Linked DNA regions of Gasterosteus aculeatus: region 2 is linked to region 1. The links are chromatin contacts, called in public Hi-C maps. All regions are on one chromosome and are shown on one strand. The core of a region is the stretch at or near the end of the contact, and the rest is flanking DNA. Distances in the headings are between cores, read along the strand shown.

The links. Hi-C and Micro-C count contacts between places; a contact is called where the count stands out from the background.
Region 2: a contact with region 1 is called in a Hi-C map of tail fin, with 2.3 times the contacts expected there. The contact joins two enhancer-like sites. A contact is called at or near these places in 3 of 6 Hi-C or Micro-C datasets (skeletal muscle, tail fin and whole body).

What each region holds. Positions count from the first base shown.
Region 1 is chr14:13,234,119-13,239,557 of fGasAcu3.hap1.1, forward strand. vav2 (vav 2 guanine nucleotide exchange factor) reads right to left here. Exons shown (of 29, transcript XM_078088241.1): 19 at 4,997-5,010; 20 at 4,828-4,846; 21 at 4,161-4,288; 22 at 2,838-2,909; 23 at 2,631-2,692; 24 at 2,247-2,363; 25 at 1,704-1,791; 26 at 1,468-1,591; 27 at 100-186. Among protein-coding and RNA genes, the nearest start is that of LOC120832357, 21 kb to the left of the region's middle. Within about 2 kb of position 1,408, at least 3 of the 9 cell types and tissues checked have open chromatin away from gene starts, as enhancers often do.
Region 2 is chr14:13,539,435-13,545,138 of fGasAcu3.hap1.1, forward strand. No RefSeq gene overlaps it. Among protein-coding and RNA genes, the nearest start is that of rxraa, 60 kb to the left of the region's middle. Within about 2 kb of position 2,702, at least 2 of the 9 cell types and tissues checked have open chromatin away from gene starts, as enhancers often do.

The DNA.
Region 1 (5,439 bases), core at 158-2,657:
CGCCATGGAGAAGAAGCAATGACATCAAGATGATGAAATCCCGTTCAGCGAGGAGCAGGTTGACAACAAGAGCAAGAAAAGAAAGGAAGAACCGAGTACCTGACCAAAATGGAGCGGAACTTTGGGAAGAGAAGTTGAGGCCCTGCGGACTGAGGAAGGAGAAGTTGTAGGAGGCGCAGGTGGCTGCTGAGAGGAGAAGAGAAAGGCGAGGAAATAAAGCGAGAAACGCAGAGCTGGAGCCACAGAAGTAGTTAAAAAGGAGCAAATGTCAGTCGGCTGGTCATGATTTTGATTGCTTGAATGGTGTGATTGAAAACGGCAAAAAGTACAGACATTTGTGGAAAATTTTCACATCAATTGTGCAGAATTACAGTCAACATGAGTGAATGTTGAGTTAAAATGGGTCACCGCGTTGTCTTTGCAGCACATTTTGCCTGCTGTAAATTTGCATATCTCTGCACAGCCTCCTAGATAAGGTTAGTCCAGACTCTAAGTACATACTGGTGCAGACGGCATTGCTTTAAAATGGGAGAAACTGATGGGATTGGCCTCCAGTGTTTATATTATATTTATTTCCAATGCAGACGAAACGGGAGGGAAACCTTTCGCCTGTAATGGCCGGTTCTTCTTGCAGATCAAACCAAGGCAGACACATGTAGAAGCATTTAGACAGACCACAGGCCTCGGCGTCAGATGACAAAGGCCTGCTTTTCCCCTTTCTCTCTACACCTATTTCACAAGTCTTCTCTGCCTTATTCTCCCATCCTCTGTGTACGAGAGAGGGAGTCACTGGCCTGGGGAAGAAAGGAGCGGAGTGCAGACAAAGAGAGCCAAAGGGTCATATTAAGTTGCCCCGTTCTTGCTATATCGACAGCTAACATGGCAAAATGGCATGCAGCTTTGTAAGCCTATTATAACATGTATTAAGTCCAATTAGTTCTGTTATAACCATTGATGGAAGCAGTCAGATGAATACTGTGACGTACAATGTGCCGTTATTTTGTGCCGTTTTTTCCCCCAGTTATCCGATCAGATTTAGTTAGGGCATTCCCCTTAGCTCACCCCCCACTATATAAGCACGGACGTACTTCAGTTTGGCTTTGGAAAGGTTTCATAAGGAGGGACACGCACTCAATACAATTACAGCTTGGTTTATCCATGAACCCAAATTGCATCAGGGTGGTGAAGAGAAAGCGCTATCATCACACGCTATGATGATACCTGATGAAACGCTTGCCCGTGGTTGAATTCCCTCTGCCAACGCGCTTATTGACTGATTCATCAGCTCTCATCAGCGCGCTGTGACTCATTCAGTGAGTGACTTGCAGCACTAATAAAGTATTCACTGTGGTGAGGCGGCGGACTCATCCTGGCTGATATTTGACACCTCACTGGAGATTCTTTCCGCTCTTTGAGTCTGCCGCCCCAGGCTACCTGCTGGGGGAGAGGAATATTTGGAATGCTTACCTGGTGAGCGTGTACTGGCCCGCGTTAGAGAGCGCTCTCTTGATTTGTAGGGGTATCGCAATGTGGTGTCTAACAACTTGAAGCTTTCTTTCAGGGAATGGGCCTGGTAGTACTCCACCAGCTCCTGTTTTGATACACAGAACGGGAGGATTCACACATTCATCTGATCACATGTTTTTATTCTCTTCTATGACATCAAGTAACTGGTCCACAGTTGGTTTAAATATATGACTTACCAAAAGACTCTCAAACTTCTTGGCTTCAGTGATGTGAATCCAGCTGTCTTTTTCAACGACTTTGATGTGTTTTACTTCATCATTAAATCTGTAAAAGAAATATTGATCTTTTGTAATCAATTGCAAAACAATGTTTCTCATTGTTATGTTTTCCTCTTATGTGCCTTTAGTGTAAAAGTGCTGAGCTGCTGTCGACAAATTAAAAGTCATTTTCACAAGCCGAGGTCGACGGTGGGACATAGATTATTTGTCTGAAGGCTGGTCCCTCAAACACTTTGCAACTGTCCTAAAGACTGAAGGAGAAATGTGCTCAGAATGACGGCTCCTGTAAGAACGCAAACATTTATCTTCGTGAGGTTTCCTCTCGGAGCAAACACATACAAAAAGGAGAAGCAATTACCGAGAGGTAATTAGCTGCAGCAAAAAGAAGCTCGGGGGAAATGCTGACTGGAGCATCCCTTGAGAATTTGCATATCCCACGAGATGTGGATTAAAAAGCCTCCTGTGAGATTCTCGTTCAGCTGCACGATGTGAAACACTCACTTGATGCTGATGGCAAACCTCTCCGCCTCAGCCGTCCTCTCTCTGATAAGGTACGTCCCGCTGCTGTGAGATTTTAAAAGGTTATCGGCCTGCTGGCGCTCCATGTTCCCTGCGAACCTACAGAGGAGAAGAGAATAGAAGTTGCATAATCCAATGACATGGTGAAAGCTTTACAAATTGTTGACATCAAACAACTACGCGGTAACTGATCTTTTTACTGCGGACATTGCTCGGGGTGAATTCATTTTTAATTGAACAAGCGCATAAAGTTAGAATTAACATGAATAAATGTGAAGTAATTAAAGGATATCGACCCGAGGACAATAGCATTATATAGTGTACATGAGGATGAAGTGCACAATCTTCAGAAGTTACGGGTCTTACCAAGGATATCCATAGTAGTCTGATTCCCTTGAGCACTGCCGGCCCGATAGTGTCTGAAAGGGCTGTAAAAAACAAAAGACACTGCACATTTAATAGGTTATTAATAGAATAAAGCATTTTAAGTGTGCACTAAAGAGGAGCAGGCCCTCGGCAATCAAACTGCACTGCATCGAATGCCTCTAAATGCAGAACCCTTGGATTACTTACCTTCGGGTCCAAACAGGGTTTTACACAGGAACTGGGGAAGAAGCCACTCTTTTGTGTTTGTATCAGCTTTCCCTGCAAGACAGCAGCGCAAGGAATCTGTAATTACCTTGAGGCAATTAACTGGGCTTAACATGATGCAAACATGCATTAGAATATTTTTAAAAAGGAAACAGAAAAATACTTTATCGGACACCATCATGACACAGTGATGCCAGGTGTTGCGTCTACAATAAAATGAACACATCGGTCGGGAGCCGTCAGGTCTATGAAGAGAGTCAGAGGGACAGTTGCTGTGCAGCTTTGTGGTGGTGTGCACCCAGTACACCCGCTCTAGTGTATTGAGATATTAATCATTTGAGTGTTATGAATTATTCACTTCTCCAATTGAACATTTTCATATTTATGAAGGAAAAGAGAGAGGGAGCAGGGTTTACTTTTTAAGCAATTTTTAACGTAAGGAGAGAATACGTTTGGATCACTCCTGATTTTGCCATATGAGCAGAAATAAACTGGGGGCAAATTTAACCACCTGTCTCAAATTAGTCCCCGAATCTGAGATAAGAAAATGCCTTTGAGGGGGTTGGATCATTGTTCGAGATGTAAGTCTTTAACTCACTTTAGGAAATCAGACACATGATAATGCTAATATCAGAACCAGAACACCTCAAATCCAAGACATTAGTGTTTGCTGTAAGTTCATTTGCATCTGATTTTTATAGACACATGACAATAAATACTACTCCAGTTCTACAAGATAACCTGCAATGTTCCTGTTTTTACATGTCTACATATCGATTTTCTTATCTAACAAATGTAAAATTCTTGACAACAATCATGTGTGCTTCAACTTTCAAAAGGCAAATGAAGTGTAGCTTATAACCAAATCATCCTCTGCACATTATCGGTGTGAAGGGGTGAAAACATGTTACCTGACTGATTTTTACCTGGATGTTGGCAGACTTTTAAAGGAAAGTTTGACATTTAGGAAAAAGAACCTTGGTTTACTGCCAATATTGAGAAGAAAGGAGATTGATATCCCTTTCATGTCTGTACACTAAATATAAGGCTAAGCCAGCTCACTGTATGTCACATTAGGGAAAGGGTCCAAAAGTAACAGAACCCACACCAGCACCGCTCACATTACATCTCATTCATTTAATCCGTACAAAGGAAGTACGCGTCCCACTAGGAGAAAACGTCAGCAAGTACGATCTCTCTTACATCTGTAATGCTAAAGGTCAGCACTTAATCTCAATGTGTTGGATGTACAGCACAAAGCGTCTAAATACCGTATCATCAAATGGAGGAAGTTGGATGCTTTACCTCCCACCACGTGGTGTCAGGGTCTCCCTTCAGAAGCTCGATAAACTCTCCCGTCTGAAAGCTGAGCGCCGCCTTGCCTATCGGTGCTGGTGTGCCGTGGTAGTTCCTCACTGCCACCATCTTGGGACCTGGAAACACAATCCGATGTTTAGTCTCACTAGATGTGAGCAAGTAACAACCATCAGGCGTGCCAACGCGAGGCAGAAGAGGAAAACACGTTCTAACTTTGACTGCGCGCTGCTCGCTGTGGTTCATTGCATTGGGATTCAAGCCCATAAGGGCAGGACTGATTCGCCATTAAAAACCTGCCCACTGACAAATGCAGCAGTTTAAGATTTATAACATGATCACAACATCAAATCCCTTCCAGGATTCTCTCTTTAACTTTAAACCTTGTGCGGCTCTTAAAAGACCAGCTTTGTATTTTTCTAATGCTCCTCATTTCAAGATACTGTAGAAAATGTACGATGCCTCTCGTCTCAATGGTCTTAAAGTTGTGCATGTGCGCACTGCCTCCCACTGTTCTTGGTCAATGATGCTGCTTTGGTGCGTGAGTAGTAGGCATTTCCACAAGATGGCAGTAGAGAGCTGAGCAGCTTAATAACATCTGTCTATAAGTAGCATGTCAGCTGACTGAATATCCTGCCTTGTAGGGAAGAGATCTTACCTGATGACATTCCAGGCTCCTATGAAAGAGAAACAAATACTTGATCAGCAACACCATGACGGACAAATACCTTACTGGTACAATTTGTTGATGAATACAAGATTAAAGGAAACGATAATTGGATGATGACATTACTTCTAATATGTTGAGAATTATAAGATCTACTCACCGAGTCATGAGGATCTGAAACAAGACGAAAGAGAGCGAGTGTCAGGCAAAGCAGCTGAGATATGATATATGTTTGTGCTGCATGGGGCTCTTTTTTATAAGCTTTGGTAAACATTTTCACCTGCTCGGCTGCGCTTTGGTTTCAACCCAGACATAGTGAATTAAAAGCGGTCCTGAATAAAGCTGAAGGAGCCGAGCAATGTGGAGAGGCTCACATATTCTTCATAGTGCCTGAGCACAATATTTGCATCTATACACAGCTGATTCCAATTCGAGAGAGCAGGCCTGTGATTTTCTGAATGCACATTGAGTGAATCTGTGGTACTCGGGCCGGGGGGGTCGAGACCCCAGATAAACCGGTTATGAATCAATTATCAGATGATTGAGGAGTAAAGGAAAGCTAAACAAAATCATACTCTGTTCTGCACATGCTTTTTATTGTGA
Region 2 (5,704 bases), core at 1,452-3,951, 310 kb after region 1:
TTCTTACCTCCTCCTCCTCCTCCTCTCCCCACGTCTATCACTCTATGTTTTCTTAACCATTCGTTTCCTCGCTGCGCGGTTCTTTCCAGCACACATGTGGTTAATGGGATGATGGTGAGCAGACGTCTCAGTGCAGAAGCGGGACCGAGGGGGGGAGGGGAGGGGGGTGCGCAAGTCCCAGTCGACTTAAATAACCAAATAATTGGAATTTCTAAAAACAATGGTTTCCTGACTTCTCCACGACCCCTCACCTTATCATTCAAGGGTCGTGGAGGCCTAAACTTGAACCCATCTTACTCCAGAACATTTGGCTGGCTGCCACCTCAGGTTAACCCCACAGCCAGCGGCCCGAGTTACAGGGGCCCCGTCAGTCCCACTCAGCGGATGTGCTGGGATAAGCCCTCCCACTGGACTGCTGTTGCCTTTGGCTTCCTTCCGCTCCTGCTCTTTGCTGTGGTTTTCTAACTCGGACGGCGGACATTTGCGCGGAGATAAAAAGCTAAACACTAATGATGGGTAACTGCAGGAAACTTTGCACCTCCCCCAATACAACTAGATTAACAACCGGTGAGCAATGCACACTGTCGGCACCCATCATTGGAAAACACAAAAGGACCCCTAACGGAGTAAGGTCTAATAACATCAGCATGCAAGCCTGTGGCTCCAGCTCGGTACCAGGGAAACAGCAGCGAGTTACCTTGGTTACAGATCTCTTTCACTATCTCCATCTAACGACCTGCTGTCTTAAAATGGGGGCTGAGAGTTGTTATGGCAAAATTTTAATGGATTTTGGGTCGAGTAGTTTGAATTTGAAAGAAATGAAGGACATCCTTCTGCCTTGCAATGATTGTGATTTAACATGTGTATAGTTTTGTGTTTTCATTCAGCTTTAGGTTATATGAGCAGTCAGAGGGTATTACTAACAGAACACACTCAAAGATGAATAATACAACTTGCAAATTAATGTGAATTCATTTGGACCGAATTTAGAGTACCAGCAGGATGGTCAAGATTGTTGCAAGGTGAAAAAAAGGTACCGTTCAGTGGAAACAACAGTGAGTACTGAGGTAGGCCAACTTGCTTACAGTGAAGGACAAACTTAACAGAACAATCTTAATTGTATAAAGTGACAGATGCTAAATCCCTGAATATATGTGACCATTGCTGTGCCCACGCTTGTTTAAAAATTAGGTGCACTGCGGTGCATTCTACTTAAGATAGAAAGCAATATTTCACAATTTCTGCCTCTTTAGGCAAGTAATATTTTGAGTGGAGCAGTATTTAATTCATTTAAATTAAATTTAGGAGCATCACATGAAGAAAAGCAATTCACATCAATGCACACAGTAAACCAGTGTATTATTAAATGTTAAATTTATCAGTGTTCCACAGTTAGTTTCAGAGAAAATTAATTTTCTGAAGCCTGTGGGCCATTCCGGACTCGAAACATTGATTTTCCATTAAAGATCATGTTGCCAATTTCTGGTGTACAATCAAAGGTTTGTCAAACCCCTGGCGTATAAGGTTCAGTCATTCAGGGAGAGAAGATGCAATGTTTCTTCTGTTTGCACCGTCTAAACTCTTTTTTGAAATAATAGTGAATGAAATGATGAGACCAAATATGAATAATCTGAAGACATTAACAGCTCGATTAGGATCAGAATACATCACAGAATATCCCCTGCAGAACTGCCAAACACCCTGCCGCTGACTGCTCCCTTTGCCATGTGTTGGGCTTTACTCAGTTAAAGAAGACATTTTAGTTTTACATTTTTAAATTTTCTCTCCTTCTTGATTTTTCCCTTTATAACTGTATTATTCTCTTTGATGTTAAAATGAAAAAGGAGCACATTACTTAATTATTCTACAGAGAACAAACCTTTGATTTTAGCTCTTCATCAAGCAAAGGTTGTCATTTTTTGCTTAAAGTCACAGAGAGAATTTTAATACCTTAATCAAATTAATTGGACTTCAATCATAAGTCGGGTTTGCTGAAGAATGCATTATATGGGGAACAGAATGCATGTGGGGCTAGGCATATTTTCTATCTCCAAGCAAGTGTTTTTACCATATTTATTCAGGCTCTCTTTTTTGGAATGACAAAATCATTTTCTAGCAAACTGAACCTCCATCCTCTGTGCAGCCTGTTGAAAAGGCTGCATGGCACAACGTCATCTCTGAAAAGGGTTTTAAAAAGCACCGCCATTCAGAAATTGGATCTCCCATTTGTAGCTCATAGTTATCACATTTTATAGAAGATTATATTCAATTTTTTTTGTGGACAAAGGTTTGTTCTGAATTTTAATTCTGTAAATTTTCACTGATTTTTATGAGTCAGTTTTCTATTTTTGTACCAATAGATTCGATAGAACAACAACAAGACACTGCAATAGATGCTGGAAGCGTTTGGCTGCAGACCGTGCCAACAACATGCAACCTGTCAAATTGTGACTCAAAAGAATAAGATCTAGGATGTTGTCAACACCTCTAGGTGAAAACAATATGTGTGAAATGTAGTCCAAAGGTCCAAATCAGCACAAAGCTGTGCTTTGACATTACCTTAAACAGATGGAAAACACAGATAGTACCTCATTACCGCTGCTCAGAGAACACCACTTTCCACTCGAGAGCCGCTTCTGTGTGCGAGACAAAGAGGGGTTTGTGTACAGAGCCGCCCCCGCTCCCACAGACTAGCTGACGTGGAAGCTCTACCTGTCTCCACACTTCCTGACTCGTGCAAAATGCTGCTTTTTACCTTCATGATGGGACTGGTCCTGGATCAACTTGAGGTAATATGTGATTAATGTACCCGGAGGGCCTCATGCGAGGGACTTCTCTCTAATTAAAAGGCTTGAGCTGAATACCGGCTCCGGCTCCTGGCTATGTGGTGGAGGAAAAAGGGTTGAGGGGCATGAATTCACATGTATTCTTGGACGCACATCCATATATCATAAACACAAGCCCGCGAATGAGAAGATCACATGTATGTACACGCACAAGCATAAATGTACAGTATACGGTAATAAAAACAGGGGGAGGGAGGGGAAGCTTCAATCTCCACAGCTTTCCGAGAAAACAAGAAAAGCCTCTTTGTTTTTCAGTTCGACAGCCGTGCATTTGGATTTTAACCACGGTTGGCGGCTTTTACATTTGAACCAGCATTTATACAGAAGCACACACACCGAAGAAACAGAAACATAACGGCAGCCTTTAAAATCTATACTTTTACTGATGAGAGGCCGAGACCCTGCCCGGGATCCGTTTGACAGACAGCTGAGTTGGCCGGCAAGAATATTGCACGGGTGGAAATACTCTTTTGCGTCATAGCATTTGCCTCAAGTCATTATTATGAAGACGAAAGGCACAATGGTTGGCGGTGTGTTTCTGCTCTGGGGCCGTGTTATTAAACATCATTAGACAAGCAAATGTGACGGGCGATGAGGAAGACAGCGCACCAAAGCCCACCCGAAAAGGAGTCCTTCAAAATCCCATCTCAATTCACTTTTTATTTATCTGTCCGCTCAACTTCGAATCCAATTCCAGCAGCAGTATTAAGCTGTCAGTTATGAGTGTGGCGCCACAGACTCGGAGGGAGACAGACTGTGGGTGAATATGTCATCAGGCCTATAGCTGGGAATGGAAACATGAACATTTAACAATAAGCCACTTGCAATTTTGTTTTATGGCGCTCCCGTATTTATACTTTTCCCACATGTCCCTGGCTTTTAAGTCACTGTTGTAATTTTTCAAAAAAATACTCTGTTCTTTGCTGGGAAGGAGCCGCTTCCCATCGGCTTGCTCCTCTCTGCTGTCAGTAGCAGTTAAGGATTAACAGAAGCATATTACCAGGCCATCGACGATGCAGAAGACAGAAAATAGAGACCATTTGGTCGCCTTATATTCCCACATGGAGTCATAATCAGAAGACAGGGGCAGGTCTGTTCCGGTTTGGGGAGATCACATTTCCCCCATTTATACATGTTTAACCCGGTTTCTGTGAAAGTAGTGAACGACTTTATACACTAGAATTAAAAGAATACAAAATGAAAAAAAAAATGTTGTGCTTCATGTTACCAAGGACAGAGAGGCAGAAATGACTAAACCATATGAAAGGATGTTTTTCTTTTCATCAAAATGTATTATTACTAATATTATAACCAAGTCGCGCTCCTTTGGCGTTATTCATGACGAACAGGACACTTCCTTGACCACCAGACGTCACTTTTCAAATTGTGAACAGTATTTTGTCCTTTTGGACATTTGAATAAGTGATTTTATTTCTCTAGAAAGAGTGGCAAATGGACCACTTAAAGCTATGCTAAGCTAGCTGGAAGAGTTGCTAGTTCAACATGTTACACCCGGTGAAATTCTGCCTCTAAGATGATCAAAAGATGACCACCTTCTTGATTTATCCTTTTATAACTTTATTATTCTCTTTGATGTTAAAATAAAAAAAGGAGCACATTACTTCATTATTCTACACAGAACAAACTCTCTTTTTTGGAATGACAAAATCGTTTTCTAGCAAACTGAACCTCCTTCCTCGGTGCAGCCTGTGCAGCCATGTGCTACATGGCACAACGTCACAATCTTCAAAAAGGGTTTTAAAAACCACCGCCATTCAGAAATTGGATCTCCCATTTGTAGCTCATAGTTATCACATTTTAGAGAAGATTATATACATTTTTTTTGTGGCCAAAGGTATGTTCTGAATTTTACTGACTTTTATGAGTCAGTTTTCCATTTTTGTGCCACTAGATTCGATAAAATAACATTAACAATTAAACAGTGTCTAAAATACATGTTTTCAAAAGTGATTACTCAGTACTTAAACGTACGTAAATTTTAATCTTTAGAACGAAAAAAAATCATTCATTTAAACATTCATTTATCGCCATTAGAGATTAATTAATTTAAATATGTGCAATTAATTAGTTTTAAAAAAATGTTTAATAAATATACATAAGATATCAACATACCTGATCCCGAACTTCTCCTTTGATTAAGGATTAAAAGTTTGAGTTTTCATTACCATACGTGGATAAAGAATCACCCTGTAGGTCAATATGCCAACAGGTCTGGTCATGAATATGGCAATGGTTGGACATATTTGAGCGAGACAGTTTGTTCTTCAATTGGTAAAGAGGGACATCTTGTGGCCATTTAGCATAGTATGTGAGCGCATGACATGTCATCTAATGTAATGTAATGCCGACATAAAGTGGACCTAAATAACATGCTTAAATAACAGCTCCACACAAACAGCTGCCCTCTACAGGTGGACACCTGGAGCCATCTCACCGGACGGCTGTGATAAATGTGTCCTTGATTCATTCACAGCATCTCGGGCCTTTCCTCCAGCTACAGGCTGTCCATTGCATCATTTGTTCATAAGAGGGACAGACAGCCGGACACCTGATGATAGACTTGCGCCCTCTCATGGGCGAAACATGCACTTCTTCTTACATTTTTTATTTTTCACAAGTAGGCACTGCAGACGTTTTAATGCACGGAGGATTGAATGCTGCGGATGTGAAAAGGGATGCAGCCATAGAAGTGTGTCACTTTCCCTACTGTCCATCTCTGGGTAACCTTCTTTCTCTCTATATTTATTACCTCACTAAAGGATGTAAACATGATTACACACACACACACACACACCCACACAAATGGCGCTATTGCACATATCCAATCTAATCAACAT